Linked DNA regions of Urocitellus parryii: region 2 is linked to region 1. Evidence: chromatin contacts called from public Hi-C data. All regions are on one chromosome and are shown on one strand. The core of a region is the stretch at or near the end of the contact, and the rest is flanking DNA. Distances in the headings are between cores, read along the strand shown. Region 1 holds the start of Ndfip2 (Nedd4 family interacting protein 2). Region 2 holds the start of Spry2 (sprouty RTK signaling antagonist 2).

Region 1 (3,476 bases), core at 420-2,919:
TTACAAAAATAAGTAATTTACTTTAGAAAAAGTAAAACCACCAAAAGTGTATACACTGACAAATTGAAAGACACCCTCTATTCTAGCACCAGTATTTCCCAAATCATTTCGGAAATACTGATAAATTTCCAGAAATTTCTTAACTTGATTTATTTGTAGGTTTTACAGGAGGTAGACAGGAGTTGACAACTGAAATACAGTGAGTTCTTCCGTAGAAAAATGAAAAATTACATACCTTGAGATGTCATCTTTCAGTACTCTTCATGTGTCAAGATGCATTTATTAATAGAAATTCTTAATTCACAATAATATGCAAATTATTTAAAAAAATGAATGAAATAATGGAATTAACTAATCTACATTTGTAAAATTTTATAATCTATAAACTGCATCATTACCAATAGGTATTAACATTTTTCTCCTTTTCCTCAGTAAACAGGTTTAAACTAAATTATCATCTCAAAGTTTATAGACTAACATGCTACCAAGCTGCAACAGAACTGTCATTTATTATTGAGTACACTTTTAAATAAGATTTACAATAAAAATTTCCAATGACATCATCAGAATTAATATACAAAGGAAAAATACAGGAAAACTGACAAAAAGTAACAAACAACACATTTCACACATTTAAAGTAACAGAGATTTATATAGTTGAAACCGCAAAACCTTGTGTTTAGTGAAAATCAATTTTTCAAACAAGATCAGAATTTTTTCAAATAAAACATTTCTGCTCCTTGTACCCCTCCTCCAAAAAAATGCATGTGGAAATGAAGGGGGGGAATGAATATAATCACTTTTAATAACTAACTTAATGGGAAAGGACAAAATGACAAGGTTAACGAGAGCAGGCAAGGCCAGCACTAAAGCTATTCTCCACAGTTCCACAATTCCTAACCCGCAATTTTACCAAATCTGCAGCCAACCTAGTACATAGTACTTACACCTCCCCCACCCACCCCATTTATGACGGCGACCACCTTCCTGGCAGGTATGTGAACTTAGCTGCTTCCAGATGAAAATCGCCTGGGCAGTCTCGGGAGAGACTGAGACAGGGAATAAGGAGAAATAAATGAGTTCTACGGTGTCGGTGGGAAGATTGTCTTACAGGGTGGAATATGTTGCGGATGAGGGGACCAAGAGGAGACATGGAACAAGAGGGAAGGGTCTTGAGTAGAGTCACAAGCAGAAATCCAACTGAAGAGGTGTGAGGGAAAAAGCCCAAGCCAGCGGTCCAAAATAATAATAATTAACTAGAACGTCCTCCCGAAGAATAACCTGAGGAAAGGGATTCAGGGGCCACAGTGGGCGTCAGTCCCGAGGTCCCAGGAGGCCGGGAACTCACCACCTGGTAGCGGCCAGTCCCCAGCTGGTGATGATCCATCCTGCCCGGCTCGGGATCCGGCTTCCGAGCGGACAAGTCCCCTCCGCGCTCAGCTCCCTCGGCCTCCCCCGTCGTCGACGTCGTTGCCGCAGCGCCGCTTCCGCCTGGGTTTCTGCCGCCGCGGTCGCCCGGCGGGGACGCTTCACTTCCTGTAGCTCCCGCAGTAGCCGCGGAGATCTCCGCGTCGCGCGCGGTTCGCTGGAGAAGCTCCGGGGCGTCGCGTGCGTTACTGAGCATGCTCGGGACGGTCGCGCATGCTCGCTGGCTCCTCCGGTGTTCCATCCGCTCTGTGGCTCAGAGGGTACGGCTGGGTGGGAGGAGATGGGAAAATAGGGGAAGTTCAGGGAAGCAGTGTAGGTTGTCAGTCTGTCGGGAGTGGGAGGTGACAAAAGGAACTGGGAAAGAAAAAAAAAAAATCCGACGTCCTTGATTGGATTTTTCTGTGTACACGGGTTTTGCGCAGGAACGAGCAAGTGCACTGCAGAGCGGCGGATATCGCGAGGAAAGAGGACGCGTTCTTACAACACCTGAGGGCCGTTTCCTGTTGTTATTCATCCAGCCTTAGGACACTGCAAGGCAATCCATCTCCAGGGCATTCCTAAAACGGTCGTTCAGCTTCATCATGGAGTCAGACTTGGTGGCGACGCCTGTAATCCTAGCAACTCCAGAGGCTGCGATAGGAGAATTGCAATTTCAAGGCCAACCTCAGCAACTTAGCAAGACTTACCCTGTCTCAAATTTTTAAAAAATTAAAAAGACTGGCAAAGTAGCTCAATATTAAAGCATTCCTGGGTTCAATCCTTAGTACAAAAAAAAAGTTTTTTTAAAAGATTATTTTTAGAGCAACTTAGGTTCACAATAAAATTTAAAGAAAAGCATAGTGATATCTTATATACCTCTTGTACCCACTACAAAGCCTGCCGCACTAGGGCAAAATGTTATTAACGCTGAACATTTGTTACAATTGATGAACCCATATTGACACACCATTATCACCCAAAGTCCATAGTTTGCATAAAGGTTTTCATTTTGGGTGGTGTACTTTCTAGGGGTTTGAATAAATGTGTAATAGCCACTATAGTATCATAGAAAATACTTTCACTGCCTTAAAATTCTGTGTGGAATACTTGTTTAAATCCTTTTTTTTTTTTTTTTTTGTTCTTGGTAGTAAGGAATACACAGACATATTCATATATCTCTCAAGGAAACAGGCCTCTAGCGTTTTGGGGTTATGAGTGAGAAGGAGAAAAGAAAATAATGAAATAAGGTAGGAAATTTTGTGGTTATTATCAATAATTCCTAGGAATTTAACTGTAAGGAATTACTCTGGACTATTATAATAATACTCTGTTAGTGTCTGATTAAGCACAGATGATATATGCATCTCTCACCCGGAACACAAAGCATGTTTCTCTAGCAAGTAGAAGAGTCTAATGGAGCAGCAAAAAGTACTTTTTAATCCAAAGGCCTGCTTTTTGTACCCTGTAAACTAAATAATATGTGATCCCACATGATCAGGCCCAGCTATCTTTTAAGATAATTGAACCCTTTCATCCTAAGTGATATTATAGAAGAGCCTATTAAGAAGAGGATAGAGAAGTGTCTGGAACAGCACTCACTTTACTTTCCTCATGAATAAGAGGAGATTCCTGGAAGGTCAATGGATGAGCCTAACCAACTTGTTTAAATATCATGATACAATAAAGAGGGAAATTCACTGAAATATCATCAGCTAAAAAGTTTAAGCCTTCCTGATAGCTTTTTCCCCCAAAGAATTCATCAGCTCTACCTGGTTTTGCTATGTTGACACATCTGGTAGTCAAGAGCATTACTAAGATAACAGTAATGAAAGGCAATGATATCATTCTTAAAACTTGCTTTGTAATAATCTACTGTAATATATTTTAGAATCTAAGACAACAAGTATGACATTTTATTGAAATCATTGACATAAGTACTCACACTCACATTATCAACCCAATTGGAATTGTCTATCAGTGATCAAAACAGCCAATGGTAGCAAAATAAAATTAGATTCCTACTCATTTATGTTTGATCAGGCTGATGTAGTAAGTGCTGAAATTATGTA
Region 2 (3,633 bases), core at 156-2,655, 690 kb before region 1:
TAGTTTCCCACTAACGCGCAGGCACGTGGAGCAGCAGCTGGAGCAGTGCCTGTGTATTTTCTACTTATATATAATTTTTAAGTGTGGAAATTAAGTCCACCTTCAACGTGGACAAAGGAAGCTTCTTGAGAAATGTTCTAGGTGACAAAGAGTGGGAAATTAAAGCTGACTCTCCTGATTAAGCAGTGGAATAGTAAGCGTCCCCACCCTGCGCCCCATTTCGGGAGTCCATGATGTCGCCCTGAGTAATTATGTATTACTGAATTCATTTAAAAGGCTTCGGCTACTGCATCGAACAAACAACAACAACAAAAAGCTATCTATAAAAAGCCTCTATAGATAATTCCCCTTAAAAAGTAAAATTCAAATAAGCCAAGCCGAGAAACTACAAGTCGACACAATCAAAAGCAAATCCCAGCAAGAGCAGAAAAGATTTGAAACTCGAATCTGCATTCCGTTCCTCCCGTACAAGGCTCGGAGGTGGGGGAGGCGGTTTGTGCTGGTGCCTGGTGTATAATCGGGTTAATCCAGTAGACAAAGAATAAACCAATAGCCCTCCCACCTCACTTCCCGCTCCCCTTTCCCTCCCTCTTGTGCCCCCCCATCGCCCCCTAGGAGAGAGGGTACAGACTAGGCGAGAGGTAAACTTGAAGTGGATTCTGGATAAAGTCTTAAAGCCTGCAACTTGTTGTTTTTAATGGTAACACTGAATGGCCCCGATTAGTTTTAAATGTTCATTCCCCTTTCCTGGTAACAAGGAGAAAGTTCCATAAATCAACCCAAACCTATAGCTCGTCCACATGGCCCCTAGGGAAACCTTAAGGTCAGTGTTTCCTTGAAACTAGATAAACTGACCCCGCCGTGCCCAGTCCGGCCCCGCCGGCGCCCCGCGTGACGGAGCCGGGGCGGCAGGACTGGCCTGGGGACGCGCGGGGCGGCGCGGTTGCCCTTTTGAATGCCTCCTGCGGCTCGGAGCGCTGGCGGGCGCTGGAGTGTGAGTGAATGTAGCCCCGCGGAGCCAATGAGCTGGGACCGGATGCGATATATCCTCTGGGACAACAACTGCTCTGTTCCGCCTCGGATCCACATGACGCCATTTACTGCTGCCGCGGCCGCCGCAGAGCTCCCTGCCTCCTCCGGAAAGGCGAGGGCGCAGGCCAACGGCGAGCCCCCCCGGCCGGGCCCCAAGCCCTCCTCCTCTTCCTCCTCCTCCTCCTCCTCCTCCTCCTCCTCCTCCTCCTCCGCACCCACCGCCCCCGCCTCGGCCTCGCTGCCGCGCCTCCACAACGCCCAGTCTGCACTGCCGAGAGCTGCGCGCCGCAGCGCGAGCGGAGGAGAGGGGCCGGCGGAGCGCGCAGCGCCCAGGCCCCCGCGCCCGCCCGGCCCGGCTCCCGGCTCCGCGCCGCCTCCGTTCAGACGCGGACGGAGCCGCAAGACTTGGCGTTCTGGCTTTAGATTCTTTGTAAGGCCATTTCTTTTCTCATTCGCTAATCTGCCAGGAAAAGAGATTCGCTGTTGCCGCTTCGGCCTCTTGTTCATTGAGAAAAAGAGGAAATACTCCGCGTGCGCTTCTGGAAGGGGGGTCGTCTCCAGCCCCGAACTCCGGAGTGTTCGTCGGCGGGGGACTTGGCTCCGAATTTTTCCTCTCGATTTTTCTCCGCCGATTGCTCGGAAGTTGAACTGAAGCTGAGTGGCAAGAAGGGGAAAAGTTTGCGTCGGGGCTGGATTTATTTGCACATCGCTGAAAGAAAACCCAAGGGAGAGGGGTTGGTGCAAAGCCGCGATTACGGTGAGGCGCGTTTGGCTCTTCTTGGAGCCGTGGCCGGCAGTGCGTTGTGGGCAACATGGAGTAGGTGCAGTCGGGCGGGAGTGGGGGTCCGTCTCTCCCCTAATCCCGCAGGGTTTCCGCGAGGATCCAGGGAGTTGACCGCCGATCTACCTCTCCCAGGGTACGGGCTCGGCCTGCCTTGGCGGGGCTGCAATGTGCGCCAGTGCAGCGTCCCACGACCTCGCGCACCCGCACTCTAGGGGGTTTGGAGCAGAGGACGGCTCGCCTGAATTCTGCTCCCAGCCCAGCTTGGGCTACGAATCGGCGCTGAGAGCGGGAGACCCAGGGGAAACACTTTTGTGTTTCCCAGGTCGCTTTTGCTGGCGCTCTCGTTTCTAACCTGTTCCTCCTGAATGGAAGGCAAAGTTCTTTCGGGGCGAGCGTACCCAGAGGCGGGGGCCCCGGTGGAGCAGGGTGGCTGGATTGCTAACCTCACTGGAGCCGGAGACCCTTCGAGTGAAAAAAGGCCAGTGTGCCGGGCGGGAGGAGCCCCCTCCTCTGCCCGGTGTGGCCAGAGTCTAGCCCAGTGCGGGTGGGAACTTAGCCCAGCCTGGCGCCAGGTCTCTGCGGTTCGGAAATGCAGCTTTCTCTTTTTTCCGTTCTTGGTCGGCCTAGGTCATGCTTTTTATTTTTTATTTTTGGACGCCTGTTCTGACCCAGCACAGGAAGGAAGTCATCAAGTGGTCGCGATTGTTTTCCATTACCTGAAAGTAGGTGGCAAAAGAGGATAGTTTTTTTAATGCCTTTTTTGGGGGGGAGGGGGGTTCGCCCCTTCTGTCTTGTTGCTGTTATTTTTAATTTGAATCTTGTGCGTTTTTTACAAAGCGGTTTCTGTGTTGGTTTGCCCCACCCTAGTGCTGAAGTCCTTTCCTCCTAATCCTCAGTCTGATCACACACTGGTCTTAATGGGGGTTTCAAAGCACTTTCAAAGGGGAGGGAGGAACTGAGAGAGTGCGGTGGGGTGGGGGCTATTAAGAAGGAGGCCAGGGATCGGCAGAAATCATTTTTCTCCTTTCAAAGATGCTACTTTTCATTGCAAGCCAGTCTGTGCTGAAAGTTTTCAACCCAGGGATCTGGGTCCAGCAATCCTGGCGTGTGCAGTGGAGCTCTGGAAACAGCCTTTTTTTTTTTTTCCACTTTAAGAAATAACATGTTGGGTTTTTTCTCAATCTTAAAGGACATAGGCGTGTGCAGATTACAGGCAGTGTTCACTCCGGTCAGTGCACCATGGAGTCGCTGTGCGCGCGGGGTTGAGCTGTGTCCGGACTGTGAGGCCGGGCTTTATTCCTCCGGACATCAGGTTTGGAAACCTGTGCGGGACATTGGAGGGCCTTTACCGAAACGCCGTCTGGTCTGCTGCGTGACCTTTGCGGGGTGGGGGCGTTGAGGTTGGCTCCCTCTTGGGGCTGGAAGATAGAGTTCCTGAGTTGCGGCGGGAGGGGGTGGTGATTTTTGCTGGGGAGGGGAGGGCGGGGGAAGTGTGCTAGTGCGTTTCACAGCACGTCCCCTTAGGAGGCGCCGCCGCCCCCTCCTGTCTTTGCGTCTCTGGATTGTAAGGGGTGGGGGGGCAGCCTGGCCCCTGGACAGCGTCAGTTCGCCTGGAGAAAAGTCCCCCGGGGTTTTGGCTGTGTCCCACCTGCTGGGGACGGTGTTGGGGCGCAGATCGAACCGATAAAGGGAGTGAAAGCAGAGCAGCGTTGTCTGGTCTGCCATTCTGTTGAAGGTGAGGAGATCCGGTTACCAGCTCTGCCTTGTTCTGAATTAAGAAGGCGTTTGTCACCTGCCTTGTTCGCTGTGGCTTTCCT

The links. A called contact is a pair of places that touch in the nucleus more often than the background predicts.
Region 2: a Hi-C map of muscle shows a contact between it and region 1, with 6 times the contacts expected there. The contact joins the promoter of Spry2 here to the promoter of Ndfip2 in region 1. A contact is called at or near these places in 2 of 2 Hi-C or Micro-C datasets (liver and muscle).

The regions. Positions count from the first base shown.
Region 1 is chr2:71,253,753-71,257,228 of mUroPar1.hap1, reverse strand. Ndfip2 (Nedd4 family interacting protein 2) reads right to left here and starts at 1,669. Exons shown (of 8, transcript XM_026400263.2): 1 at 1,349-1,669. The coding sequence starts at 1,669.
Region 2 is chr2:71,940,538-71,944,170 of mUroPar1.hap1, reverse strand. It overlaps Spry2 (sprouty RTK signaling antagonist 2), which reads left to right and starts at 1,405. Exons shown (of 2, transcript XM_026400265.2): 1 at 1,405-1,789.